2 separate regions of the Mus musculus genome follow, and region 1 is linked to region 2. Evidence: chromatin contacts called from public Hi-C data. All regions are on one chromosome and are shown on one strand. Each heading gives the region's core, a stretch centred on a gene start, on an enhancer-like site or on the middle of the called end of the contact. The rest is flanking DNA. Distances are from core to core; before and after follow the strand shown. Region 1 has its middle 93 kb from the start of Gm9946. Region 2 holds the start of Zfp422 (zinc finger protein 422).

Region 1 (6,964 bases), core at 2,586-5,085, 1.0 Mb after region 2:
TTAGTTCCACTAGCCGCTGAGCACTTTGCAAGTGAGCAACACCCACAACAGCAAACACAGGACACTTCCATCCAAGGGTCAATTGAGGAATGCTGCTGTGGGCCTTGGGCATCTTCTAGGCTCTTTCTGAAGTTCCTCTTTCCAAATCCCAGCTTTATCTGGTGCTTTCTAACGAGACCCTAAGATCTTTCTACAGCCTACTGTGAAGTCCATAAAAATCCAAAGTGTAGGTCCTGCACTTGAGGAAGGATGCTGAGTGCCAGTCCTCACCTATTCCAGGTCAAGCAGTGGATACAGCCTGCTTGCTTCTCCTGATGTGACCAGACTCACGATGTATCCTCTGAGGACATGCTCTGCTTCCGTGTGTCACTGACAATACATTTAAAATATTCTTAATGTGTTTTATACAGAATTTTGCATTTATTCATTTTTGAGTAGGTTTTAAGACAGAATCTATGTAGCTGTGCAGAATTCACTATGTATACCTGGCCTTGAACTTGGGAGTCATCCTCCAAGTGCTGGGGTTATAATGTGCACCACGGTGCATGGAAGATTCCACATATTTAGGTATTGTATCTTGGTGTAATTTATTCAGATAGTTAGTCCACCCTACTGCCAAAGATGGAGATGCCATCATTGGAATTTCCCACAAACCACCACCATCTGTCTTCCTTCCCCTCCTCCTCCCTCCTGCTTCCTATTTCTTCCTCCTTCTCTCCTTTTCCTTTCCTTATTTTATTCCCTCCCTTTTGCTTAGAAGAATGAGGAAAAATCAGCCTCACATAATTAGCTGAAAGCTCTCATTCTTAGGAGAACACAAGAAAAAAATATGACCAGTGGGTCTGGTCTATCTGCAACAATCTGATGACACGTATGAAACAGGCCCTTGATTTGTACTTGAAATACTCTTTAATAACGAGAGAATCTACTTTTGATGTGCTGATCCTTACAGGAGTCCCCTGGTCTCTCCTAGGTAAGAACTGTTGGCTGGTGTCTAGCTGGGGACAACGTAAAAGCGTGTTTTATTGCTGATGATTATGTCCTGCAGAAGAAAACTAAGGAAAAACTAAAAGACCTTAATTTGGGGTTTAAAAAAGGTACAGCTTTTCTCAGTAGGACCAAGGTTGGGCTGTGGCTGAGCTCCCAGGTTCTGGTTAAAGACCAGAGCTGGAAAGGGATGGTCAGTAGTCAGACATCTAGCAGTTCAGAGGCCCCAGGCATCCAAGCTGGGGAAAGTCTTGGGAGCTCTAGGAGGGGCAGGGGTCTGCTCTCTGTCTCTTGCGCTCTCCCTCTTGCTCTTGCTCTTGCTCGAGCTCTCACTGACTTGGGAGCATTTATTATGTGAAGACATGTGGGAAAGTCGGGCTTTTACTAAAGTCCTTGGGTTTTATGGTTTATTGTGGTGTGTATTAGTCAGAACTCTTTCTAACTCCTTTCAAGTGAGGAATTACTCAAGCAGGCTTAGCCTGGGATGAGAGGTGAGCCAGATGAGTGAGTTCTCCTTTACAGCTGCTATCATTTACTGAGTATCCGCTCGCTCTATCAGCTTCTGAACTATGTATGCTGAGCCAGATGTACTGATTCTGGCTGTTTGTTGATTTTGTTGTTGTTTGGGGTTTTTCTTTAGGCAAACAAAGAAAAAAAGAAAGAAAGAAAAGGACAAAAGAAAACAAAAGACCAAGCATGGGTCATATTTATCTCATTTTATCAAATCAACATAATTCTCTTGTGGCAAGAATATTACTGGTGAGATTGTAAAGCTGTATTATTGTGAATTTTTAGATTATTCAATCTTACTATTTTGCAGGTGTAGTTTACAAGAAAACACACCCAACCACCTTAGAGAAAGGCTCATCTGTGGCCTGGGTCCACCTCCCCTATTCCCCCGTACCCCCATACTGTTCACAACAGTAAAACAGACACACAGAACCTAAAACCCTCAAGCCTCATGGTGAGGCCCCAGAGCCACCAGATTTTTATTGGAATTACAATGAACACATCAAAGCCAAAGAGGACCAAGGAGACACATTTGATGGTACCAAATCAGTCTCTTAATTACAAGGCCATGGTGACATAAATACACTTAACAATGGTGTCAGTGACCAGTGCACCTTCATGTAGCTCAGTATGGGATCAACCCTGGTCATACAGTGATAGAGCTGAGGGCGGGAAGTCTAGACTCCTGGGTTTGAGTCCCGACTCCCAACCATGTCACTCTGGACAAAATCTTACTCTGTACCTGATTGTTCATCCAAGAAGCACGGGTGGTAGGATGAGTCACCTGGCAGGACAGCAGTAAGTGACAGTAAGTGACATAAACCCTGGGGAAGGGTCCAGTACAAAATGCCAATCCCGTCCGATCCACTTGGGAAGGCAGCATGCTGGAGCTGCCCACCATGAGCTGTGAACATCTCTCACACATCTTTAACGGAAGGGTTAAAACAAACGTATGAATTTCTCAGCAGAGTGCATCTGTTCTTCCACTGGCTGGAGCCAGCCTTTCCCCTGGTTGAAGGGAACAACAACATGACAGGAGTCTCCATACCTCCTGTGTCTCAGCCCTAACTGCACTATGAAGCCAATGCCAGAGAGCCAAGGAGGACAAAGGAGCCAGAGGTTGAAATGATGTTTCTCCCTCCTTGGCTCTCAAACTGTCCTTGTTTTGATTTATCCACAGGAAAACTGGCTGTGCCTTTGTCTTCTTTCCTCCTTGCAAAGTCAGTGAGCTCCCTGAGCAACTACACACTGCCCACAGCTATTCAAGTGCAACTGGGGAATTCCTTCTACGTTATCTAGAACCTTCATCTGCAAATAGCACTGAAAAGAATCTGATGGGTAAAGGAAACACGGGAGTGGCAGGAGGTGGCGAGTGAGTACTCTTAAAAACACCACTGCTTGCTGGCTCCCATTAGGAAACCTCTGGGAAGGGAGAGCCCAGCCTCCTCTGGGCAGGCTGGAAAGGGCTCTCTGTGATTATAGCAAGCTCCACCTAAGGGGAAATAGAGAGGTCTTGAGAGTCATCCAAACCAGCATGTGGGAAAGACTGCTAAACACCAGCCCAGCCCTTCCTTCTACCTGTTCAGGAACAGCTCTGCTTCCTCCAGTGCAGGCTTAGCCCCCTAGCCTAGAGTTTCATTTTGTTCTGTTCATTTGGCGGGTGGAGGGAGTGAAACAGAGCTTTGTGTAGCCTAGCCTACCCTCCCCAATGCTAGAATTATAGGCCTGCAAGCTAAGAATTTCTCTCTCTTTCTTTAAGATTTATTTTATTTTTGATTCTCTCTCTCTCTCTCTCTCTCTCTCTGTGTGTGTGTGTGTGTGTCTGTGTGTCTGTGTGTGTGTGTCTGTGTGTGTGTGTGTGTGTGTCTGTGTGTGATGTATGTGTGTGTATGTACGTGTAAAAGCACATAGGCCAGAAGCGGGTTCAATCCCTGGAGCTGGAGTCACGCTGTGACCTGCTGAGAACTGAACCGAGGTCCTCAGTAAACGCAGTGTGCGCTCTTAAGCACTGGTCCATCTCCACAGCCCCGTAACACTGTTTAGAAGCTGGGATAAACCACTACGACTCTGGACCCGAAGGAGGCTCCTTTGGGTTGGGGAAATAGAGTAGAGCGGGGCTAAAAAGGGTTCAACACAGAGAACCAACCTCAGAGCAGTCAAGGACAAAGAGGGACATTAAAGGACAGTTTCCACTTTCTGTTTGAAATAACTGTTAGTAGCTGACTGTGTTCGTTTGACCGCAGCTCACTCAGGGCTTGAACCACATGGGGCTTGGCCCTCGGAGTTATGAAATCACAGTGGGCCATGAGGTCCATTTCCAAACAAACTTCTTCCCATAAGCCTCCTGGATCCCGTCCCAGGCGAAGTCCAGGACACTGCTTTCGCTCTCCCCAGGCACTGCCTTGTCCTAACTTGGCAGGATGGAATAGAGTTGCCCAATAATTGAAGTCGGCATTTGGGGGCAGGAAAAGCAGCCACAGAACAATGTTCTACGGGATTGTTTTTGATAAGGGGCGAGCCAGCTGTGACAAACCCAAGCAAATTAAAATGTCTTTTTCAAAAAGGAACACAAGCAACTTCAACCTTCACAACTTGCAGTTGAGCAATACTGACCAAGTGGTGGGGTGCACCTAGCGTGCTAGAGATGCTGGGTCCCAGTACCTCAATAAATACGTGAGAAAATTAACGAAGGAACAAATAAATAAAAAGTATATAAAATTACTTCCCTGTGGGTCTCTAGATCCACAAGGGAATGTTGACTCTATTCTAAGCATGACTAAGGCAATTCAATCCAATCCTAAAAGTACGCATTTGCATTCCAAAGACCAACTACCTTGATATTTAGAAATATTTGTGTGTGTGTGTGTGTGTGTGTGTGTGTGTGTGTGTGTGTGTGATTCATTTGACTTCATTTTCATTGAAAGCAAGTGAGTACAGTCAACTTTTTTTGAATGAAGTGAATTTTCAATCCCCCATGTTAACCTTAATTCTTCCACAGTCTGAGAAAACCATATTTAGAGCATAATGCTACACCCAACCTTTTAAATAAACCACAAAAACAACAATCTGTGCTGCAGCAGACCTACTTGAAGGCTTTACCAGATACGCCTTCCTAATCTCCTAAATTCTTTCCAATCTTTGCTAAAACATTTTATAATGAAAGACAGGTAGCAAATAAAATTACAGAAAGAAAATACACAGGGTCATGTGGTATGTAATATTATCCAGGGCCTGACTTTCCCCTGTCACTCCCTCAGAAAATGCCACAGCTCGTACGTATGGCGACGGCACGCCAGGAACAGCTTCGCATGCGCACTGGTGACGCTGTTAGAATAGTCTGCGACTGTGTGTTCAGTGTCCCGCTTTAGGACCCTTAATTTCCCCAAATAGCGTTGTGAAGTCATATTAGGGTAGTCAGAAGGAAACAAAGCTATTAAAAATATCCTCCAGAAGAGTGAAAAGATGCCAAAAATCACACGCGGACTTAATAACCCCAGTCTTTACAATGGAAAGTCACACTTCTGCCAGAAGTTCTCCTCATTCTGCTAGCCTGGCATGTCGCGTTTAACTTTATGTGCAAGCTTTTGCCTATGTTTATGACTCAGTTGCTTTTTTTTACAACCTCCTCTAAGCTTTGTTATCTTGCTTTTAGCAAACTCTGAACCATTTAAATTTGACAGCAAAAAAAAGTAAAAGCTAACAGGAATACAATGGTCTTTAGACCCACTTAGGATCATTGAAACAACTAGGAAATAAATACCAGTAAGTCATTCCTCTGCAGGAGAGCGCTGAAGCACAGAGAGGTTGAGTAACCAGCCCGGCTCACACACTGCTAAGAAGTGAAGCAGTAGTTTGAACATGAGCAGGCTGGCTCCAGACCTGCTCTCTCTTTGCTATTCAAAAATCTACCTCTTCCAGCATTTCTAAGGCACTCGGAGCTTCAAACCAGGGATTTTAGTCCAAACTGATGGATTTTTACCAGTCATAGGAGTTATTTAATTCTTAAGCAAATCTTTAACCCTTAATAGAGTCATGTTTTATCATCTGTACACAAGATACACCATTCTCTCTCTCTCTCTCTCTCTCTCTCTCTCTCTCTCTCTCTCTCTCTCTCTCTCTCTCCCTCTCTCTCTCTCTCTCTCTCTCTCTCTCTCTCTCTCTCTCTCTCTCACACACACACACACACACACACACACACACACACACACACACACACACCATTTTGATGATGTTTCAGGCATTCTGTTTGCTTTTGGAAAGTAAAGGGCTGAGCTGGGGGCTGCATCTGAACACCCACATCTTCTATGTCTGTCTCACACAGCACAAGTTGGCTGACCACCTTAGCTCTTCTTCACCTACCCTGCCTGCTCCAGCAGCCAGCCTCTCCTGCCCTTACCTCAGGACCCCACAGTTATTAACACATCAAAGACTCCCAGGTCTCCTTCCCATGGTAGAGCTTGGTTTCTACTCTTTCTCTCTCACAGGAGGACACCCAGACTTCAGAGGCCAGCACGGAAGCCCCTGTATAACCTGATGCAGCTCCAGTGCCACCACCTCCCATGTGATTATCTAGGTATCTATGGAGAATTCTCAGGGTCCTCCTGTGTTTGAGCCTGGTCTCTTTCTGTCTCTCCATCTTTAATTATGAAGCCATGTGCATCCATTAAAGTTCAACTCTTCTACCATTTCCTTTACAAAACCTCTGCCAGCTCTGTTCCTCCAGTAAAGGATGGCTATGACATCTTTCTTTGGAACCTTTGGAACCTGCCTCATGGAGAAAGTGCAATGATCCCTTTTAGGGACTGCAAATTGCAAACAACCTGGCTCTATGCCTATGGGCATCAGAATCTCAAGAACGTGAGGATTATTGTGTCTGCTGAGTCCAAGCCTTCACCCTGGGTAAGGATGCCCTGAAGACTGCTGTAGGCTGAAGCATGGGCGGCTCCCAGGTCAAGTTAGAGAACCAGTCAGTGTTGTCCCTGGCCAGCTGCAGATGGCCTCAGCTGATACAGGTCTCTATAGAAAGGCCCTGCAGCTCTCACTGCCACTGCTATGTGCCTCCCCATCTCTCCTATCTCTGAGCACACCATGGAGACCCACAGAAAGCAGAAATCACATTGGCACCACCAACCGTTAGGAAATGTGGGCCTTGGAGAAGGGGTTCTTCTTGAAGTATAAGGAGCTTTGCCTACCTCCTACTCACCTCCCTGCCAGAGGAGCAGGTGAAATAAGTCACACTGTCCCCCAAGATGTGGCCCCTGTGTGTTCCTCTGATAGCTTTTTCTTTATTTATTTTTTTCCAGATTCTATTGTCTGGCAACTGGGATAAAAGACTTTCTCCAAAGGCCAGAGTTCACACCAGTTCCGGAAGCATCTTCCAGCCAGGCGAAGCAATGCCAAAGGGCTAGAAAGGAAGCCTCTGGCATTCCACAGTAAAGCAAATGCAGCCAAAATCTGCATTCTCCTT
Region 2 (6,655 bases), core at 3,424-5,923:
CTGTCTCAAAAAAAAAAAACAAAAAAAACAAAAAAAAAAAAACAAAAAAACCCAAACAAACAAACAAACAAAAAACCTGAAGAATGTGTTCTATTTTAATAAGAAACACAGGTGGATCTATTAGATAAGAGTGCAAGCTATCAAAACTACTAGAGAGGCCTTACTGTGGTTGTCACCAGAATGGGCAATTCACAGGACTTAAGAAAATGGGATTAGTCCTGTGTCCCCTCCTCCTCTCCAAGAAGCTATCTCACACAAATCAGAGACTGACACATGCTCACTAGGGCCTCATGGATGCATCCCTGCTATAGAGATTTGGCTACAACAGGATGTCAAGGATCAAGTCTTTCATAACAGATGTCTGCAATAGCCTTATAAGACACTTTGGATACTCTGTTGGATGTAACTATTGTCAATAGGCCACACGCTATGGCTCTCCATTAAAACGTGGGTGGTGGGGTGGTGGTGGTTGTAGGAGGGAGGTAAAGTTCAGATCTGAGAAAAATCACAAAGAGCAGAACAAGTCTCCTGAAAGCTGTGACCAGTTTTTTAACTCACTGCAAACAATTTCCCAGAAGTAAAATAGATAGTAGTATGCGAAAATATCTTAATCTTTATTTTTAAGGATAATTGTCATTAATACAGGAAGAACTGATATTATAAAAATCAGAAAACATTAGCATTCAATAAACAAAAATGAACTGAAGGCTGATCAGGAACATATGCTTGGCATTGGAAGAAGGATGTATGCTAGTCTTCTTAAACAATTGCTAGAAAGTAAAAAAGAAAAAAAGTTAAGTTCTAACAGGGCTACAGTGTGCTGGCCAGTAACTTGTAGATAAACATCTGTTTTAGATAGTCGGTGGTATTCAAAGCTCAGTCTATGACATTGTAGTTCTTCAGCCGGAAGTAAGTCGAGGTTTCCTGGTAACAGAGTTTATTCATGTAGACGCTGTGAGGCCACTGGCATGATTCAACACAAACCATTCCCATTTCAAGAAAGCAAGTGACAGAGCAGTGACAGCATCAGCATCTCAAGAAGTGCGGTCAGGAGCAGGAGGTCTGCAGTTTCTCACTTTGGATTCCTTTACATCTCTAAGAATATGGTAAGAAACAAAAAAGTACAAAAACAAAAGAAAAGCCACATGGAGACCTTCTCACCCTTTACTAACATAGCAGAAGGAAAGAAACAAACAAAAGCGGGTTGTCGCTAAAGCCTTCAAACACTACAATAGACTGTGAGACGAAAAAGAAAAGCCACAGTCCTGTTGCTTGGAGAATGGATTGAACTAGAGAACATTACAGTAGGCACAGGAAAGTGGATGCAGAAAAATAACCAAACACACTGTCTGTCATTCACAGACGCTAGGGGCAACATTTTAAGTGGAGGGGAACTCTCTGGGATAAAAGGAGAACCAGGAGGAGGTGGGCGAGGGTAACGGTGGGTGTGAGCAAAGCACATCATACAGATACCTCATACACATTGGAGAAAAGGAAGCTCATTACTTCGTACAATATACACTAATAAAAACCAAAATCTATGAATCTGAATGCATTTTACTATGTCAAATACTGAGTCAATGCTGATACTAATGGTTAATAAACTACAAAACATTAAAAACATAAAATGTAGTCGATCCTAGAATCTGAAAACCCATTCCTTCTTTCTTTAATGATTTCGTATACAGAAATTCCGAAAAATAAGAGTAATCATTGGCACGCCAGTGGATCATGAAAACATGATTCTTTTTATCAAAATGGAGGGAAGCGATTTCAACTGAGGCTAAGAATATTAAATTCTTACCAAACTATTGTTTCAGTTCTTTCTGCTCCATGTCACATAAATTTATTTATTTTTAAAGGAAATGAGGGCAGCTAGACTCAGAGTTTCAGCGCACTGTCATGAAACTCCTGAAGTCTCCATGCTAGGGAGGAGCGGTATCTAAGTGCTCTACTGTAAAGCATCCACTCTTCGGAGCGGCTTTCTCCTCTACCTTTCACTTCTTCTTTTTAAAAAGGCCGGAAGTGGCTCCCTTTACCTGGCGGATCCCAGCCACCGCCTTCCTCCCTTTGCCCCTTTTCCAGGACACCGGGTGAGTTTTCACCCTGGCATTTTTGCCCCTCTTATGTGGCTTCTTTTCTTTGTGCACCTTCATGTGCTGCCTCAGATGGGAGCTCTGGCTGAAGCACTTGTCACACTCCTCACACTGGTAGGGCTTCTCTCCGGTGTGGGTTCTCTGGTGCTGAATGAGGTGGGAACTCTGGCTAAAGCACCGGCCACACTCATCACAGCAGTAGGGCTTCTCGCCGGTGTGGATCCTCTGGTGCTGGATGAGATTGGAGCTCTGCTTGAATCTCTCTCCACACTCGTCACACTTATAGGGCTTTTCCCCCGTGTGGATCCGCCGGTGCTGGATGAGGTTAGAACTCTGAAAGAAACTTTTCCCACAATCGGCACATTTATGGGATTTCTTCCCAGTATGGATCTTCTTGTGCTGAAAGAGCGTGGAGCTCTGACTGAAACTCTTGGAGCATTTAGCACACTTGTAAGGCTTCTCGTCCACGTTCCTTCTCCGTCGACTCAAGCCCGAGTCGAAGCGAATGGCCACCCCCCATTTCTGTCGCTGGCGGGCTGTCTTGCGCTTGCTCTCATAGGCTTTTCCTTGGCTGGCGCTTCGAGAAATACCCCCTTTGGGCTTTCCTAACCTCATGGTGAGTAGGCAAATGTGTCGGCAAGAGATCCTACTGTCTTCTGAACTTCTGAACTAAGGTCTCATATCCTAGAGTGACGCAACTCGGAATTCCCTTCTGTAGAAGAAAAAGAAAAATACAGATATTTATTAGTTCAGCACTAGCACCTCTTCAATCTATCAAAACTGCATCCATGTGTAGCCAAAGCACACCTAGTACAAGTGCAATGACGCACTTTTAAGAGACAGGTGCTCGTTAGGTGATTCTAATGCCAGAGGTTAAGCTTAATCAGCATCATCATCATTTTGCAACGTTTCTGATTTTGGACAGGCAAAAGAGAAGACGAAGAAAAACATAAACCTGTTAGGGAGGAGCCACAGAGAGTATTTTGAAGGACTAAAAAGCAAAAGCAAGATAAAGTCTCAGAGAAGATACAAAAATAACTGCAAAAGATGATCAATATCTCTGCTAAACAGCATCTCAGGTCAATACTGGCTGTGCTAAATTTCTCATTTAATAGCTGCTACGTAAGATATCCAATTCAAAAGAAATGACAGATTATACTACACCTCCATAGATTCCTATCTATTCTTATTTGCTTGGTTATTTCTATAGATGATAACTTAGCAAGCGGAGTTGAAAATAGAAGCTAATCGGTAAAGAGAATTTCAAGTTTCCCAAGAGTCTTATTCAGAAAATACTAGGTGAGAAAAATCTGGAAAAAAAAAAAAAAAACCAAAACACTTTATTCTTCCTTTCCTAGACTATAGCACGCCAAGAAGGAGAGCACAACCAAAAGCTCTAAAATAAGTTTATTGCATTACATTTAAGGTTGTCTGGAAGCTGTCAAAACAACCCCTTCCACACACACACACTCCAAATAGGCGAGAGTGTGGGAGGTGTTCAGGCCTGCAAAGCCAGTCACTGGACTTCCAGTGTCTTAGGTTAGTTGGAAAACCTACTTGCAACTCAGTTATTTTTCTGAGTTTCCTTGCACACAAGCATTTAAAGTAAGTAAATAAAAACACAAATGACATCTTTTCCTGCCTTTTTTTTCCTTCGTCTTGATTTTGCTGTATAATAATCCTCCAAACGTAAGAGTGCCCAGGGGCTTTTCCTGGGTGTTTAATAATTTTATCTGCTACAATTGCAGCAACAGAAAGAGCAAACTGCACATAACACAGATCTACAGCAATCACTGCCCATAACCGTCTCGGTTATGTACAGACCACGTAAACAGGAGACACTGTGTGGGGTACCTGGTACTCAATAAATAGCTATAATGGTAAGCATACACTTTTAAACACATCTCTTTAAATACCGGGGAACTCACAACTGGTTGCAAACTGATCGATTATGGAATCTACCTATGGATGAAGTAATCATACTTACAGGTAGCCTATGTGTGCTCCTATTTTTAAAATAAAGCTGATTTAAAACCTCCTTTCGTGGGTTCGTAAACACAGGCCCGAAGCTCCTTTAGCTCCTTTACCCATCCCAACCCCGGAGCCGCCTCCGGGCCTGATTTCTCACTGTCCGACCTGGGGAGTCCATCGCCCCCTCGTCTAACGCCCGCCAAGTCCGGTTGTCTGATCGAGGTCCCCAGTAGGGGAGAGGCTGGGTAAAGCTGGGTGATGGAGCTCCAGTACTGGGGACCCGTCTAGCCGGCGTGCACCTGCTCCCTCACCCATTTACGGCAGCAACAAAGAGTCCGCCGCTTCCCTCCAAGTCGCTCACAATGGCCCGGTGCAGCCTACCCACCCGTACAATGGAGTCTTTCTCCTCCGCGGCGAGCGGAGGCGCCCAGGCCGAAGCCGACCCCAGCCCGAGGCCACCCGCCGGGCTCCGTGCAGCGCCGCAGCCCGACCCGACCCAACACCGGCCCAGGCAGACCCGCAGGCCCCGCGTACTCACCGCGCAGGCCGCCACGGTGCCCGCCTCGCGCCTCGCCCGCCGGAAGTGCGGGCTGCTAGCCGCGGAGCTGCCGGCCGCTCTAGGAAGAGGCGGAGAGACCCTCTATGGTCCCCGGCCCACCCCACCATATCCTGCGGATTCTTCCGGTGGTCCTTTTGTGTTCCTCTCTTACCACTCAGAAGGCAGAGCCAAGGACCTTAAGGCCTGTTACCCGCTCTCTTTCTATTCTGGTCGACCTACACAGAAACTGGCCTTTGTTAGATTCTGCTCACCACCCCCAAACCAGCCCGTTCCAACTTGTAAATTGCATTCTTAGTACTGAGTATCTAGTCTAGAGAAATAACTTCAGCCTAAGGTGTTACTTATGTTTTTCACGGGTCGCCTTATATCACCAAAAGGCCCGTGAAATTTCTGGAGGACACTGTCCGCACAGGCTGACTGATTGATTAAAACGGCGGTGGTGAAGAGAGGTTGGGATGTTGCAGGTCCAGAGCATAATTAGTATTCATCTTGGGATGCATCCATTCCTTGTCCACTTCTATGGAAGGATGTGCAACATCCTGACAGATAAAACACAAAATCCCATTCTCCAATCAAAAGGCCAAGAATACTATGTTAGATGACATCTATAGCTGAGATGTCTAAACAGAGCTCTAACCCACCTCTCTGATGTTTCTACAAATGAATTTAAAAGTATCTTGATTTATGGCTTTCTTTGTTCTGTTACTGTCAAACCTTCATGAATTTGGTTGCAGGTTGAAAGGCGGAGTTTGGGTAATCTAAATCTGTGTTCCCTGGGCCATCATCACTTGTGTTTGGCCTCTGAATAAAACTCATGACTTTGAGGAGAGAGCCGTGACTTTGCATCAGCCACTCCTATCAGAGGAAAATGAATGCGTTCAGTGTACTGGGCAGGAACCCCAGCTTGGAGAGGAATTCTGCTCCCGCTCACACTGTGAGTGAACAACTCGGTTTGGAAAGGCACACATGCTTCCTTCCCAGGGGAGTTCTAATGGCTTCAGATTCATCGCATTAAGGCAGACTCCCCTCACTGGCGACCTTGGCTGATCCTGGTGTCCATAAATGCAACTTCCTGCAGAGAAGCAGCACTCTTCTGCGCGGCTGGCCAGATAAGTGAGCTTCTGTGGTTATGGAGGGTTTGGGAGTGTCGTAGGTCCGGAGCCCAGTCATAACAGAGTTTGAGGTATCTCTAGCCATGGAAATAACCACTACTTTGCCCACTTTTGACCTGACATCCTGTGACTGACAGGTAAAAAATATTTTGGGATGTGCTAATTTAACAAAACTGATTTTCTACAACCAGAAGTCCAAGAGTCATCTGATAGCGGAAGCCTGCAGCTGAGGTTCCTCCATGCTGCTATAACCTCCCACTCCATGCTTCCACTAGTGTGTTCCAAAGTGTCTTGTTTTGCAACTTTCTTTATTCTATTACTATGAAACTTCATGAAACTGCTTCCATGTTGGGGCCTGGGATTTGAGGTAACCTAAATCTGTTTCTGGGCCACGGTCATTTATATTTGGTCCCAGCATAAACTCTCTTGACCCATTGACATGTGCAACTCTCCAGAGCTCCAGGCTCCTGGATCCGATTGCTTGGGATCCCGTTTGAATGCGCAGTGAGCATGGCACATCAAACGTTCTGTCCCTCGATAGTCTCCGCCCAGCAATTGACAACCGTGCCTTCACTCCAGCTGCTCAAGCCAAAATCCTCAATGTCACTCTTGTCATGGTCTCCCCTACTCTAAACTTACAAACAACCCTTCTGGTGCCATCTGGGGGTCTTGGCTGGGTGTTTTCTCACCAGCTAAAGAAATAAAAGAGAAAAAAATCCAAGACACAAAAAGGTAAAAAAAACAGAACAACAACAACCACAACACACACACATACACACACACACACACACACACACACACACACACGAGCATTGGAAAAGGAAGTGGTGGACCCACCCATCCCCCAGTTAAAGTCAGTGAGAAAGCAGGCCCCGGAGACAGCTACTGAAAAGCACACAGAAAGAAAGACTCTCCAC

The links. Hi-C and Micro-C count contacts between places; a contact is called where the count stands out from the background.
Region 1: a Hi-C map of liver shows a contact between it and region 2, with 3 times the contacts expected there. The contact joins the enhancer-like site here to the promoter of Zfp422 in region 2. A contact is called at or near these places in 8 of 39 promoter capture datasets (the 3T3-L1 cell line, 3T3-L1-derived adipocytes, embryonic stem cells and 3 more), 3 of 484 Hi-C or Micro-C datasets (cerebral cortex, liver and uterus) and 3 of 115 datasets of contacts at active chromatin or transcription factors (embryonic forebrain, forebrain and hepatocytes).

What each region holds. Positions count from the first base shown.
Region 1 is chr6:117,649,281-117,656,244 of GRCm38.p6, forward strand. No RefSeq gene overlaps it. Among named protein-coding and RNA genes, the nearest start is that of Gm9946, 93 kb to the left of the region's middle. Within about 2 kb of position 3,836, at least 56 of the 459 cell types and tissues checked have an H3K27ac peak or open chromatin away from gene starts, as enhancers often do. A contact at or near this core is called in 3T3-L1-derived adipocytes, hepatocytes, liver and 1 more, where this site is marked.
Region 2 is chr6:116,624,326-116,630,980 of GRCm38.p6, forward strand. Zfp422 (zinc finger protein 422) reads right to left here and starts at 4,674. Exons shown (of 2, transcript NM_026057.3): 1 at 4,606-4,674; 2 at 1-2,808. The coding sequence starts at 2,711. The coding sequence ends at 1,998.